Regions from separate parts of the Rattus norvegicus genome. Here region 2 is linked to region 1. The links are chromatin contacts, called in public Hi-C maps. All regions are on one chromosome and are shown on one strand. The core of a region is the stretch at or near the end of the contact, and the rest is flanking DNA. Distances in the headings are between cores, read along the strand shown.

The links. Hi-C and Micro-C count contacts between places; a contact is called where the count stands out from the background.
Region 2: a contact with region 1 is called in a Hi-C map of liver, with 3 times the contacts expected there. The contact joins the enhancer-like site here to the promoter of Gstm6 in region 1. A contact is called at or near these places in 9 of 12 Hi-C or Micro-C datasets (the A7r5 cell line, the Rat2 cell line, frontal cortex and 5 more).

The regions. Positions count from the first base shown.
Region 1 is chr2:198,270,552-198,274,668 of GRCr8, reverse strand. Gstm6 (glutathione S-transferase, mu 6) reads left to right here and starts at 2,161. Exons shown (of 8, transcript NM_001109192.1): 1 at 2,161-2,307; 2 at 2,564-2,639; 3 at 3,074-3,138; 4 at 3,426-3,507; 5 at 3,606-3,706. The coding sequence starts at 2,272.
Region 2 is chr2:198,390,091-198,394,207 of GRCr8, reverse strand. No RefSeq gene overlaps it. Among named protein-coding and RNA genes, the nearest start is that of Ampd2, 15 kb to the left of the region's middle. Within about 2 kb of position 1,842, at least 4 of the 93 cell types and tissues checked have an H3K27ac peak or open chromatin away from gene starts, as enhancers often do. A contact at or near this core is called in liver, where this site is marked.

The DNA of each region.
Region 1 (4,117 bases), core at 912-3,411:
TTTCGATTGTCTACACAGGCTCTGTGTCTCCCTGCCAACTTGTTGAAGCGACTTACAATCCAGTTTATTCCAGGTGCTGGCACCAGGGTCTCTCATAGCGCACAACTGCATTGAATGAACTTTCTTATTCCGGACCCATCAATGTCAGAATAGAGTGGACTCTCCCCAGAGTGGGCCTTCAGCTCCCAGAGAGTAGTGTCTGGGTCTAGAACTCTCGACTGCCTGTGGCCTGTGCCATGGGCTTCATCCAGCTGGGTTGGATCATCTCTGTGCCTCTGGGATGAGCAGGCTCAGCTGAGGAGGAAGAGTAGCTCAGGATGAAAGCGGGACATGGAACCCTTGACTTAACCTCTGCCCACCTGTGCCTGGTCCTGTCTGTTCATAGCCACCAACGAGTTTCTAACAGAAGCCCATGGGCAGCCAGAGGGTGTCTGCTTCACTCCCTTCTCCCTCTTAGCCTCCATCACTCTCCAACTTCACAAAAATTGCCAAGTATTTGCCTATTCCTCCGCCTTCTCACTGAGCTGAATTTTGACTCCCTGTCGCTGAGCCCTGGTTTATATATATGTGTTCCTGTGAACACACATGTATACACATGCATGTGAAAGTTAGAGGCTGGCACTTGGTGTCTTTATCAATCGCTTTGTATGTAGTTTTTGAGACTGCTCTCTCACTGAACATGGAGTCTGTTGAGTCTGTTGGACTGGCAGCCAGGAACCCCGCTGGAGCCGTATGCCTCCACTCCCCAGCTCTGGGTTTTATAAGTTTCTAACACCATGATAAACTTTTTCACATGAGTTGCATTGATGTCTTAATGTTGGTCTGGCCAATACTTGCCAAATGTGGCCATCCTGCCCCCTTCCCCTTGGGTCTGTTTTAAATTCATTTATCACTGAAGCTAAGAATCTGGAAAAGGGAAACTTGGCTCTCTGACGTTGGTAGGAGTTTTGTCTGTGAGTTTTAACCACAGGTGCCATGATGGACACTGAGTCACTCTCTTATACCCAGATACACAGTCAGGAGCTGGGGCCAGGGCTGAAATCAGTGAGCTAGACAGCCGAGAGTTTGCCTCTCAGGTACTTGGTCCTCTGCAGAATCCTCCAAGGTCCTTTCTGGACAGCATCTGTTGTCTCTCAGAACCAGAGGTATTTGGTCCCTCTAGGCCACTGTGCTGTTAAGTTCAGGGTCCTGTCTGTGATGGTGGGACCCTTTCAATTTCATAAGGCCTGCGTGTTTGCCTCTTGGATTTAGCTCACAAATATGGCCGAAGTGCTAATTAATTTATATGGTCACTACCTTGATGACCCACGGGCTGGGTCCCTCTCCTATAGGTTCATACAATTGAGTGCTTAGTCCTCAGTTGGTGAAACTGTTTGGGAAGGATTAGGAGGTGTGGCCTTGTTGGAGGAGGTGTGTTACTGGGGGTAGACTTTGAGATTTGAAAAACATATGCCATTCCCAGTTAGGTCCCTCTCCTCCCACCGCTGCCTCCTGCTGGTGGATAAAATATAAGCTCTCAGCTACTGCCTATTACCATGCCTGCCTGCTTCTCTGCTGGTCATGGAGTCACCCTCTAAAACTGTAAACCCTTATTAACCCCTCTCTTCTGTAAGTTGCCTTGATCATGGTGTTTGTCACAGCAATCAGAAAGGAACTGAGACAGCCCCAGGTCCCCCAAGAGAAACACAGAGACTGCTTGCTCTTCTGTTTGTCCCTGTCCTGGGTCGCTCCCATTCTCCTGCTCCTGTACCCCCAGGTTGTATGGACAATGAAGTCCAGTTTGTCAGACTGGCAGAGTCCTTTCTTCCAGTGGTGAGTACAAGAACAGACTCCCAGGTGGAGACAGTGCTTTTTTATTCATTTATTGAGATCCGAGCCTCCCTGCATGACAGACTCCCAGAGTGCAGGTGTGAAAAACCAATCTACCAGGAGGAAAGGAGATGGGTAGAACAGGTCCTCTCTGGCCTGTCTCCAGGGATACTGCCGACTTCTTGAGGATCCAGCAGGGGGCAGATGAAAGCAGGCCTGCCAATCAATCACTGCCTTCGGTATCGGAAAGCTCAGACCCGCCTTCTGACGATAGCTCCTGGGATGATTGGCTTTTACAGTCACAGTGGGTTGGGCTTTATGGTTCCAGGGTTGGTTCCTTTCTGGCTAGCCAGAGCAGCTCCGGAACTACTCTCAGACTCATCAGCTGAGCGTTGCTATCTCGGAGCAGAGTCTTTCCTGACAGTGGCCTGACTGTACAGTCTTCGAGGCTGGATAGGAATCATGCCCGTGACTCTTGGTTATTGGGATATCCGCGGAGTGAGTGAAAGGCTGGGCTACTAGGTGGGAAGGACCCAGGGTCAGAACACAGGAGGAGGAAGATTTTCCGTGAGGTTTTCCTTGAGCCCCCCTACCTGTGTCTGTCAGAAGGACTCTCAGTCCAAATTCTCCCCTTGCCTTTCTCCCTCTCCTCCACCTCGCTTCCTCTCTTTTTAGTAAAAGGTGGAAAAAGCTTCCCTAGAGGAGGTGAAGGATCTCACTAACTGTGACTTTTGTTACCCGCTATCTCCCGCAGTTGGGTCACGCCATCCGGCTGCTCCTGGAATACACAGAAACAAGCTATGAGGAGAAGAGATACGCCATGGGCGACGGTAATGCCATTCATTCTGGTCACACTCCTCCCTAACTTCTGTCCACTGGTGCCCAGCATCTCCTACCTAGTTCTCTGTCTCTTAGCTCTGTGGATCTCCTTCAAATGAACCCAGAGCTTAGATCTTCCAGAAATTTCCTTGAGGGTGCAGCTTTGATTTTCAATATAGAATCATGGTTATGACATGCTGGTCCTTTTCTGACTATAATTGGGTGAGGTTTGCCCACTACAGGCCTAGTGCTTCTGTAAGCCTCAATCATGAAAGGCCTATAGCCATTAGAGTGCTATTCACAGGTGCGGCCTTGATTTGAAAGGCTTACTGGATCAGACTGCATGTTCCTGCACAAGGGCTCCTGCCCTTGACTTCTTGGGAGGGTTCTGGGGAAGGAGGCTTAGACATGGTGATTCCTTTTCACTTCCTATTGTCCACCACAGCTCCCGACTATGACAGAAGCCAGTGGCTGGATGACAAATTCAAGCTGGATCTGGACTTCCCCAATGTAGGTGCAGGGAAGGGGAGGTTTGGGGAAGGCCTAGTGCTCTCACCTCATCTCCTGGCCTGGCTGAGGGGTTGGCATCAGTGTTTCTGCTCTCCTGTTCCATCCCTGCTGGCTGCACAGTGTTTCTGTGATGGGCTGTGTCCCGGCTCTCCCACTCAGTGCACACCGTGCTCATGGAGGGTTTCCCGTGGCAGGCACACTGAGTGCCAGGGCCATGTCTGTCCTCACCCAGGGAAGGGATTCAGGTACCCCATAACCCATCTGACCATCCCTGCTTGCCTATCCAGCTGCCCTACTTAATTGATGGGTCACACAAGGTCACCCAGAGCAATGCCATCCTGCGCTACCTTGGCCGGAAGCACAACCTGTGTGAGTGGGGCTGGCTGCAGGGTGGGGGGCAGAAGCTATCCTTCTTGGCTTGACTGGAGCAGAATGCTGAGAGTCGGTCTGTGTTGGGTGTGCTGCAGGTGGGGAGACAGAGGAGGAGAGGATTCGTGTGGACATTTTGGAGAAACAGGTCATGGACACCCGCATTCAGATGGGCACACTCTGCTACAGCCCTGACTTCGTGAGTCCCCACTGTGTGGTATAGGCAGGGTTTGACGAAGGAGTCAAGGAAGGGGCTGTGTTTGTATTCACACCTGTCATCTTTGGAATTTGAACCCGCCCACACTGATTTATCAAGCTCCCCTATCCAGCCAACACTTCTGCTCCCCACACCCCCATTTTGTTGACAAGTAAAACACACCAATTCCGAGAAGTTTTGAGACACTGTCATGATATCAATGGTTGCAAATTCATTCCAACATAGCAAATTCATGTGTTCAATTCTTTTCCACTTTGACCTTGACCACCGCCATATACCACCTTGTCCCCGGGGTTGACAGATGAAAGCCAGAGGGGAAAAGATCATGGGTGTTTAGAAATCTACCCAACAGGTTTCTCAGAGCTGATTTCTTAGTAGCAGCAAAACTCAGGG
Region 2 (4,117 bases), core at 593-3,092, 120 kb before region 1:
CATGAACTTACTGGCTGACGTTCTCCAGTATAAACAAGGCTGAAGAGACACATCCCTGGCTCCTAACTGCCAGTAGGAAACATGGACGTGGTGGTCATCACTGATGACCACAACAGCTGGAAATGAACGTCACCACCAGGCTAACCAGGTATGGCATGGTCAGCCCCAGATCTGACTGATGTGCAGCTCAGAGATCTAGAGAAACAGGCAGAATGATCCACTCCCGCCCGCTGGCTTGGCTCCATCGTACTGACATCTTTAGAAGACAGCACGGACTGAGATGAAAACACAGGAGGGAGATACCGGGAATCTTTTTCTGGGAATACAAAACAAAGACACACGTATAAATAAAATGCTTCTGTAGAAAAGATTTCTTAAAGGGGGTTCTTTGACGATATAGGAAAATAGGAAGCAAAAAGCCCATTCCCACTACCAGTTGTACCAAGTATGACCACATACCTGAGCTATATGTATGCACGAATATATTTTACATATTGACATTTTCCTTCTAGTTCTTTTTTTCTTCAAAAAGCCTTTTTATTACATATTGTGTGCTCGCGCATGTGCATACATGTGTGCATCTGCATGAACTCGTCATGGAGCATATGTGGAGGTCACTTGGTCCTCCTACCACATGGGTCCTGGTGAAGGGTCAGGTGGGAAGGCTTGGCACCCATCACTTACTGAGTTACCTTGCCATCCCCACTTCTTGTTTGCAAGTAGCATTTTGTTTGTTTTTGAGACCCGGCCTCCTGTGCAGCTCAGGCTGGTCTTCCACAAAGCCTTCTCTGTGTGGAGATCATGCCGCCACATGATAAGTTCAAGGGAGTTTGAATCGAGACTATGTTCTTGTTAAATTTACCTTTAAAATTATTAACCCATCTTTCACGTTCTGTTACTGCCATCTATAGATGTAAATTTTATTGCTGTGTCCTGCCCCATGACGGTTTACCACCGTAGCTTTTCTCTGTTGAGAATAACCAGGCCTGGGCTTGTGAGATGGTAGAGGTAGATGGTCGATGGTAGCTGGTAGAGGTCATTGATGCCAAGCCTAGCGCCCTGGCTCAGTGCTTGGGTTTTACATCGTGGAAAGTGAAAGTTGATTCTGGAAAACCCCTCCAGGAACATGCTCCGTGGCACGTGCATATGCGCACATGCTCAAGATGTAGAAGGAGTAGTAAGTAGGCCTGGAGTGTGACTGGCTGCGCACTGTGGAGCCATGACCCCTGGCCTCAGCTCTACTCCTGATCTGTGCGACCTCAGGCAAGATGCTTCCTTCTTTGTGCCTCCAGGTCCTTACCCATAATGCTTTCCTCGTGTTGAACTGGATTTAAAGCATTAAGTAAGATTCTAGTAAGCTTTAGCTTTGGTTTGCACAAGGCTTGAGAGTCTCATGCTAACCTGCATGCCCATAAGAGAGAATTAATTGCCCAGTTTGAGATGTCTATTTCACTTGATAGGATGAGGCAAAGCCCTTTCCTGGCTTGCTTGCCCTCTGCCTGGTCGGACCTCTAATACAGGCTCCCTGCCAGCCCCTCCATGTGACCTGTGTGGGGGCTGAGTGTGGACCCCTCCTGAGGAAGGTAGCACCTTACCACCCTCCAAAGGCTGACCTTGAATTCACTGTGTAGTCCTGGCTGGGGCAGGAACCTCCCTCTCACTTGCTGGGTTGAGATTGGTGGTGGACTTTTAAAACCAATGCTTTAAAATGCCCCGGCATGAAAACAGTAGAAGAACTTTAACCCCTTGTGGCCCTTGGACTGGCACAGGGTGACGTCTACACACCTAGGCACTGCAAGTAGCCAAGTAGACAGCAACCTGGGCTGCTCTGAGGGCGCCCCCTCCTGGGGAGCTGGAGAGGTGCAGGTGGGGACGTTTCTTGCGCTCATCCAAATGCTGTCACACTATTGCCTCCTGGGTGAATTTATTCAAGGAAAGTCCAATAGAACATTTAAACATTAACTCATGTTTAGTCTAATGTTCAATAATTCACTTTGTCTTCCATATGGGAGCAAAGTCGCTCAACTTGACCTTGCCTGGTTGATGACTTGGGGTAGGTGGTCTCTCCAGACAGAAGCTGCAGGGGCTCATGAGCATCTGGAGTTGGGGGTGACCCAGGGTCGCCGGTTTTGGATGTAAACCCCGCAGAGTGGACTTTCAAAGGCTCAAGGAAGGCTGGGGAGCTAGAACTTTGGAGGCTATAAAATAAGAAAAAGAAGAGAAATCGAAACTAACAAATGTTTAAAGAAATGCCTTCAGAAAATAGCATGTCAACTTCAATATTTGTTAATTTTAGTATCCCTACAAATGTCATTATATTTGGAAACAGTTTGTAAACTGGATTTGGCAAACACTCCAGAATCCGCAGCATGACTGTAGTCATAGCCAGTTCTAAACTAAATGAGTTACTCATAGTCTGGTAACTTCAAAAGCAACTTCAAAAGCGAGTTGAAGGGGGCCCCTTTAGTTTAAACCAAAGACAAGTTACGTCAAATGAAGATATGGGTGCATTTGAATGTTGGTTACTCTTGGAGGGGAGGGTCCTCAGAATCAGATGCAGGGTCTGCACAGGGCTCAGGAGAGCCCTGCCTCCCGCCTTCTTCCAGAGAAGATTGGTCCGGCCTTCAGGTCAGTGCTTCTCCCTGTCTGCCTCTGCTGTCTCTCCTGTCGGCAAAGCAGCCACATGAGTGGTTAGATAGATGGCCGTCTCCACTTCGCTCCTGAAAAACTGGCCTGCTTGTGAGCCTGTTAGCTGGCAGAGTGAGCCCTGAAACTTCAGGTAGGAGAGTAAAGCCCAGCCTACCCCAGCCTGGGGCCCTATGAAAGGAAACGAGGGGACTAGGCTGTTTCTAGCACCCTGCACCCTGTCAAAGTTCTTTCCGTGTGAGTGTGTAATGTGCTTGGGCTGCTTTGCACGTCAGGCAGCATCGTAGCCCCACTCTCTCTATCCCAGGCTTGACCTCACCATGTAGCCCTGGCTGGCTTCGATTTTGTTTTGTTTTTGTTTTTTCCGGAGCTGAGGACCGAACCCAGGGCCGTGTGCTTGCTAGGCAAGCGCTCTACCACTGAGCTAAATCCCCAACCCCTGTTTGTTTTGTTTTTTTGTTTTGTTTTTCCTGTCTGGCTTTGAATTAGCAGCAGTCATTCTGCCTCCTAAGAACTGAGATTTCAGGCGTTCTCCTCCTGCCCCCAAGAGAGAAACGCCAGGGTCAGTGAGGTTGGGGGTGAGCTGGCTCCACTGGGACGTGCAGAGCCACCCTCCTATGGCCTTAAAGGTCTGTATCTGCTTGAGGGCAGAAGTTGTCTCTGAGAAGGGACGATGTCCTGCCTCATCCTGGTATGAGTGATCTGGATGAGGCTGGTAGCTGGGAGTGGAGAAGAGTGTTTAGAGAGGCAGTTAAGATCTGTAGTTAAGCGGTGTGGTGGTGGCAGTGCACGCCTTTAGTCTCAGCACTTGGGAGACAAGGGCAGGGGCAGGGGCAGGGGCAGGGGCAGGAGCAGGGGCAGGGGCAGGGGCAGGGGCAGGGGCAGGGGCAGGGGCAGGGGCAGGGGCAGGGGCAGGGGCAGGGGCAGGGGCAGGGGCAGGGGTAGCTGGATCTCTGAATTTGAGGCCAGCCTGATCTACAGAGCGGGTTCCAGGACAGCGAAGGCTACACAGAGAAACTCTGTCTTGAAAAACCAACCAAGCAACCAAAAATCTGTTGTTAATGACTGGAGGGCTGGCTAAGTGGTTAACAGCTCTTCCAGACACTCTCCAACACCAACATGACAGCCCACAATTGTCTGCAACTCTGGTTGTAGGCAATCTGCCGCCTTCTGACCTCTGTGAGAATATGGTGAACAGACATCCGTGTGTGCAGAACACCCATGCACATAAAATAAAAAATAATGAGTACAATTAAAAAGAGAGATCAGTGGTTAGGGGTTAGCAGGTTAACAATTGGTAAAGCCTTGCCTTTCAAGTACAAAGAGCTAAGTTCAGTTCCCAGAACCCCAGTGCTGGGGAGGTGCAGGTAGGAGGTTCCTTGGGGCTCACCATGCAGCTAGTTTAGTCTAATTGTCTCAAACGAGGTAGACAGTGTTCCTGAGGATTATATCTGAGGTTGTCTACTGGCCT